2 separate regions of the Mus musculus genome follow, and region 1 is linked to region 2. Evidence: chromatin contacts called from public HiChIP or PLAC-seq data. All regions are on one chromosome and are shown on one strand. The core of a region is the stretch at or near the end of the contact, and the rest is flanking DNA. Distances in the headings are between cores, read along the strand shown. Region 1 overlaps Zfp609 (zinc finger protein 609). Region 2 holds the start of Oaz2 (ornithine decarboxylase antizyme 2).

Region 1 (2,881 bases), core at 117-2,616, 45 kb after region 2:
CTTGTATAGACTTCTGAGCATCGTTTCCCAGAACAAAAACTTCAAAGAAAAGATGTAAAGAAAGGGTAAATACAGCCTTAAAGTCACAAGAGAGAGTAGCCTTCAGAAACAAACAAGAGTTTTGCACAAAACAAAAGTAACCACTGGCACACTTGTCTGAAATTGTACTTTTTTTTTTAAAGCAGGTAACCACAGGGTTATAATGCAGCAACCACCAGAAACTGCCATGATTCAGGGAAAACTCTAGTTTTAAATTTGTCTACCGCAATTAAATTATTAGAGATGATGTCATGCTATAAGTTCTTTATGTGTAAACACAGCAAGATTTACTAATTTTTCTTTGAATGTATGTTCATGTGTGTGCACACGTGTGGATGGAAGCCAGAGGACAATCTTGGGTGTTGCTCCTCAGGAGTCATTCACCTTGTTTTTTCTTTCTTTCCTTCCTTCTTTTTTTATTTTGATTTTTCAAGACAGGGTTTCTCTGTGTAGCCTTGGCTGTCCTTTTAGTCACAGGGATTTGCCTGCTTCTGCCTCCCAGTGCTGGGATCAAAAGCATGTGCCACCACCACCCTACATCACCAAGCTTACTTTACATGAATTCATGGGATAGAACTTGGGTTCTCACGCCTGCATGATGGTAAAGAAGGCCCTAAAATATCAAGCGGCTATTACTATCTTCACTCTCGCATTCAAGGCTGAAGAAGTTTAGAAGCAGGAAAAGGGCTGTTATGGGAAGGTCAGAGCACAGCAGCCTAGATGTAACCTTTCCCCGCTGTGGGACGGGTCTCCCCGCTGTGGGACGGGTCTCCCCGCTGTGGGACGGGTCTCCCCGCTGTGGGACGGGTGGGCGGTCTCTGGAAAGAAGCTGGAGATCTGAGAGGCTTCTTCCTTTCATCTCTTAAGTGCTCACACTGGGAAATCTGGCAGAAGTGCATCACGGATCAGGTCACACACCCTTCCTTACACTGCATGTCCTCTCTCCTCTCTTGCTGAGGCATAAATATACTGTAGCCATGGCTGGAGGCCATCCTATCAGCTGGAATCTTTCTCGGAAAATCCCTAGAGTAAAAAAGGTCAGAGCTCAGTACAACTGCGTTGAGGAAATTGTTGCCTGGGGTGACAGGGACTCACAGTGTCCACAGCTTTACTACTTGATGACCTAGCAGGAGGACTCAAGGTGACAGACAGCACGGCTGGGGCTGGCTCACATAGGTCCCTTTGCTTTCTTCTTTCAGCCAATCCTGAGAAGAACAGCAAACTTCGGAAATCTATTTCTCTTTCTGTAACCTCTGTGTGGCAGTTTCAGGGTTTGTTAAGAGAGCAGCATTCGGTAGAAGCAGCAATGTGCAAAGAGAAAGGCAGTCAACTTGCTGGGGTCTACGGGCCCTAGGGTCTTGGGATGCCACGACTCTCTATTTCACACACACAAGGACCATGCCAAGTTTCCATGGTAGGAAGAGGAACTGTTCCTAGACATCCTTTCTTTCTCCAAACTGTGACAACACTTACAGCTTCTGTTATGGACTAAATTGTGCTTCCTCCCAAATATATATTCTAATCCAAGGTACCTCAAAATAGCATCTTTGTTGTTTTAAGACAGCTCATACAGCCCTCGATGGCTCGGAATTCACTATTTAGCTGAGGCAGACTTTAAACATCTACACATCCTGCTTCCAACAGCCAGTGCTAGGATTTCAGCAGGACAGCACCATTGGCTATCATTTGTAGCCTTATAAAAAGGAGACTCTGGACACAGACACAGAAGCAAGATGGCATGTGAACAAGTGATACTAATCAAGCTGCCCAAATGCTACCCGTGACTTGCTCTCATCCTCAGCCCAGCACTCAGTAACTAACACTAGCATAAGCAGAAGGATAACACTTTGAATCTTCTCCAAACTAACCTGTGGACCCAATGAAATCCCAATCAAAATTCACAGCAGGCTTTTTTCATTAAGAAGTCACAAGCTGATCCTGACATTTATGTGGAAATGTGTACTGCGGAGAACAGCCCAGGTGATCTTAGGAAGTACAACCCAGCTAGGGAGAGGACTTACACTTCTAGGTGTCCTGACGTACAAAGGGGTAGTTAAGCCCTGAGTTTTCATGGGAGACTAAATAAGACAATGAATGCAAAGTAGAGAGCCCATCAGTAAGGCAGATGTGCCTTCTCTGTGCAGTGCGGGGAATGGTGGTGTTTTCAATGAGGTGCTGAGCAAATTATGGGCCCACAAGAATAAAAAACAAATTTGAATCTCAATTCAAACCTTAAATAAAAAATCAGTTACAAAAAGCAAGGTTCTCAGAGGAAATTTTGGAGATTATCTAAGACTATGAAAAACTGCTAAACATGACACAAAAAATTCCACTAATAACAAAAGGAAAAATAAAGACAAACCAGGTTTAATAAAAATGAACCTTATATGCATGAAAAGACTAACATTATAAAAAAGGCAAGACACAGAAGATTTCTATAACACATCTGATGTGTATCTATGACTAGAATATACAAACTATAACTCAATAAAGATATACAACCTAACCCAACAACTGACAAAAGGCTTAAGAGAAACATCACAGAAGATTTACATAGGTCAGTAAATACAAGACAAGATGCTAGATTTTACCATTCTTCAGGGAGGTACAAACTAACAACTCAGTGCGAAGCCACTGTCCACCAACCAGAAGGACTCAGATAGAAAGTGTCAAAGGGAAAGACAAAGGCAAATGCTGGCTAGGATGCAGACCACTGTCATTCTAGCATGTTACAGCACTGCGGAGGCAGAGGCAGGCACAGTTTAAGGCCAGCCTGGTCTACAGAGCGAGTTCCAGGACAGCCAGGGCTACACTGAGAAATCCTGTCTGGAATACCCCCTTC
Region 2 (3,218 bases), core at 587-3,086:
TGAGGTTTTGTTGTTGGGAGCTCGGGGATCGTTTGAGACAGTTTTTCTCTGTGTAGCCCTGGCTGTCTTGGAACTATGTAGAGGCTGGCCTCAACTCAGAGACCTGTCTGCCTCTGCCTCCCCAGTGCTGGGATTAAAGGCGTGTGCCACCATGTCCAGCAAGGTGAGCCAGAGAACAGTTCTGAATATCTAAGGATAACCATGACAGTTCTTTTACCACTTCAATTTTTGTTTTAAGAAAAAGTAAAACGTAGTGTGAAAGCCCCATCCTTCCTTGGTATCCCCATGATCTGAACACTAAAATCTTGTGTGTGCGACAGAATCCTTAGGTCCCAAGGGGCACTGTAGCTTGGCAGTGGAGGTCATGTTGACCACTGCATTTTGGAGTAATACCAAAGTGAAAAAGTACAGGTTTTTCAAGCTGTCTCTTCTGCGTGTTGCTTTCTTTGCAGTGTCCTTCAGACTGAGTACTTACCTCATATTGTGATGGCCTCTCTCTCTGGACAGATTGTGACATCCAAGGTAGGTACATTGCCTGGCCCATTGTGGAAGCTTCCTGGATTCCTGCCCATGCTAGAAGCACATAGTATGTAGCTATTTACTGAACTTTGACTAAATGAACGGATGATTTGAGGTGACCACTGTGGTCTGAGAGTGCATCCTCTCCCTTTCCCTCTGCCCCACCTCTCTCTCTCTCTCTCTCTCTCTCTCTCTCTCTCTCTCTCTCTCTCTCTCCCCTCCCTCCCCCACCCCCAAGATAGGGTCTCACCATGTTACACTAAGCAGCCTGGAACTTGTTGCCTGCGTACTACAAGCTGGCCTTCAACTCACAGAGCCTCACCTGCCCCTGCTTCCTGGGTGCTAAGATAGATAAAGGCTTACACAGTCTCTACTGACTGCAGTCTAAGTTGACTGCACAGGTTTGACAACTAGGGTTCTCCTGTGAGTGTGGCTGGGATTTGGGGGTGTGTGTACATTGCTGCCTGGCCTCTGTGATTAGAGGGCCAGGTAAGACAGTGGCAGTGCACTAGGTGCCTTGCATGATCGATTGAAGCAGCTTGCACCGATTGGCTGGAAGCCACTGTCATTGTACTATGAATTGAAGGAAAAGATCTGTGGGATTAGATTCACACTGGAAATGGTGCTACTCTATGAGGAGTATTCTTCTATTTCAGATTTTGTTTTGTTTAGTGACATGGGTTTACAAATACTATTCTCCGGTTTCGGTTTGGCCACACACCAAAAGCAGCAAGTGCCCAGTGTGGTGAGGCACACTATTTCCAGCACTTGGCAGGACAGGAAGTAAAGGAAGGAGGATGGGGGTTTCCAAGTCATCTTCCAGTGAGTCTGAGGCTAGCCTGAGCTACAAAGACTGTATCAAAAAACAAACAAAAGGCAGACATGAACGAGTGGAGAGGGCTCAGCGGATAAGAGCACCGGTTGGTCTTCAGAGGACTTGGGTTCAATTCCCAGCCTCTACATGGCAGGTCACACTGTCTGTAACTCCTGTGCCAGGGGATCTGACATCCTCATATAGAGATACATGCAGGCAAAACACCAATGTGTATAAAAAATAAACATACATAAATGATTAAGAAAGAACAAAAGCAGAAATGAAGACTGGCCTTAGCCAAGCAGAACCTGAGTTCCTGGCATCGAGAGAGACCTCTTTCCCCTCTTCTCCCTGGCTACCGCCCCTCTTCCCGAGATGATAGCTTGCCCTTAGTACGCCTGCGCCCAGGCGGGGCGGTGCTTCGCCCTTTGTTGTGGGCCCCAGTTTCCCAGGACACCAAGCGGCGCTGGGTGGGGCTATGCAGATGAGGTACTTGGGGGCGGGGCGGTTGCGCGGCGGCGGCCGGGGAGGGTCAGTTGGAGGCAGGCGCTCGCTGAGGCAAGAGGAGGGCACTCGGCCCGCGGCCTGACAGGGACTTAGCCCACAGAGACCGGCCCGCGCGCGCGACCCCACACCCACCCACTCGTCCACCTACCCACTCCCCGCGCCGCCTCCTCCCACCCTGAGCAGAGCCACCGAGGATGATAAACACCCAGGACAGGTAACGGCCCGGCGCAGGCTCCCCGCCCCCATCCTCCCTCCGCAGCTCCAGAGGCCTTCGCACCCCCCCCCACCCCCGCAGCCTGCCCCCAGCCCCCAGGGGGCTCCATCCGCTCCCACTGTTCCTCTCGCCATCCCAGCCACTGCCACCCGAGTCCTGAAATCGGGCCTCCTTCCGTCCTTTAGCCCCCTTCCTCCAGCCCTGCCCATCCCCCTCATCCGGGTTTTCTCCTCGCCCGGAGCCCCCCCCCCCCAAAAAAAAAAAAAAACCTGGACATAGCCAGTCAGTCGCTCCGTTTTCTTAAGCCCAGTGGGACGGTGCCCAGTCCCCCATACTGTGGGCTTTCTCCCACAGATTCCCCGAATTGGTTCTTATCTTCCCTAAATCTTTCTTACTCCTCCACAAGTCACTTAATCGCTTTAAATCCATTCTCTAGTGAAAATTGCTTCCCAGGCAGACTCCTCTCAGCCCTGCCTGGCTGTCCCCAAAGACAAGCTCTGTCCGGCAGTTCTCAACTCAACCCTTTCCCCCTCTTCCCACCTCCTTGGGATGTGCAGTCCCACTCTCTTCCCCACCCTTCTCCAGGTAGGCCCCATTTTCCTGTCTGGGAACCCCCACTCTTTATTTCTCTAACACTATGGAGTCCATTCCTGCCCTCCAGCCTGTTTTTCCAATGATGTTGCCAACACTCTTCTACACACTCTTACCCTTTAAACACTACAAAGTCTCAGTTGGTACTCATCTTACCGCCCCCCCCCTTCTTTAAAATCATTACAATGCCCAACTTAGTCTCTCCCCTTTCCTGGGAAGATCATTAAGTGCTACCCCCTTTTAAATTTCACTCCAGGGCCTCCAAAACCAGATCCTGGGCCTTTGGAAGTTACCTACCTCAAGACCCAATCCCTGTTTCCCCCAGGATTTGAAATGCATTATTCTTTTGAAATGGTGTGGGTTTCTTAACTTTCAACCAAAGTAGGCAGAAGTCATCCCTTTAGTTACCCTCCCTTTTTCCATGTCCTCAGATATCCCACATTTCTGTCCCAGACAGACGCTCTTCTCCAAAGCTATTCCAGAATTTTCTGATCCCTCAGGATTTGTAATGCCACTTGCTTATGTATTATCTTGGCTTTCATTAGCAATTCAGAAATGATTCCTTTGCCTTCC

The links. HiChIP or PLAC-seq counts read pairs in DNA pulled down with a chosen protein or histone mark.
Region 1: an H3K27ac HiChIP or PLAC-seq map of trophoblast stem cells shows a contact between it and region 2, with 17 read pairs. The contact joins the enhancer-like site here to the promoter of Oaz2 in region 2. A contact is called at or near these places in 2 of 39 promoter capture datasets (macrophages and stem cell-derived epiblast-like cells), 2 of 484 Hi-C or Micro-C datasets (embryonic fibroblasts and nephron progenitors), 6 of 115 datasets of contacts at active chromatin or transcription factors (embryonic stem cells, heart atrium, intestinal villus epithelium and 2 more) and 3 of 9 other capture datasets (adipose tissue, liver and pancreatic islet).

What each region holds. Positions count from the first base shown.
Region 1 is chr9:65,720,360-65,723,240 of GRCm38.p6, forward strand. The region is part of intron 3 of Zfp609 (zinc finger protein 609); the gene reads right to left. Among named protein-coding and RNA genes, the nearest start is that of Oaz2, 45 kb to the left of the region's middle. Within about 2 kb of position 1,367, at least 48 of the 459 cell types and tissues checked have an H3K27ac peak or open chromatin away from gene starts, as enhancers often do. A contact at or near this core is called in heart atrium and trophoblast stem cells, where this site is marked.
Region 2 is chr9:65,674,712-65,677,929 of GRCm38.p6, forward strand. It overlaps Oaz2 (ornithine decarboxylase antizyme 2), which reads left to right and starts at 1,837. Exons shown (of 5, transcript NM_010952.3): 1 at 1,837-2,054. The coding sequence starts at 2,035.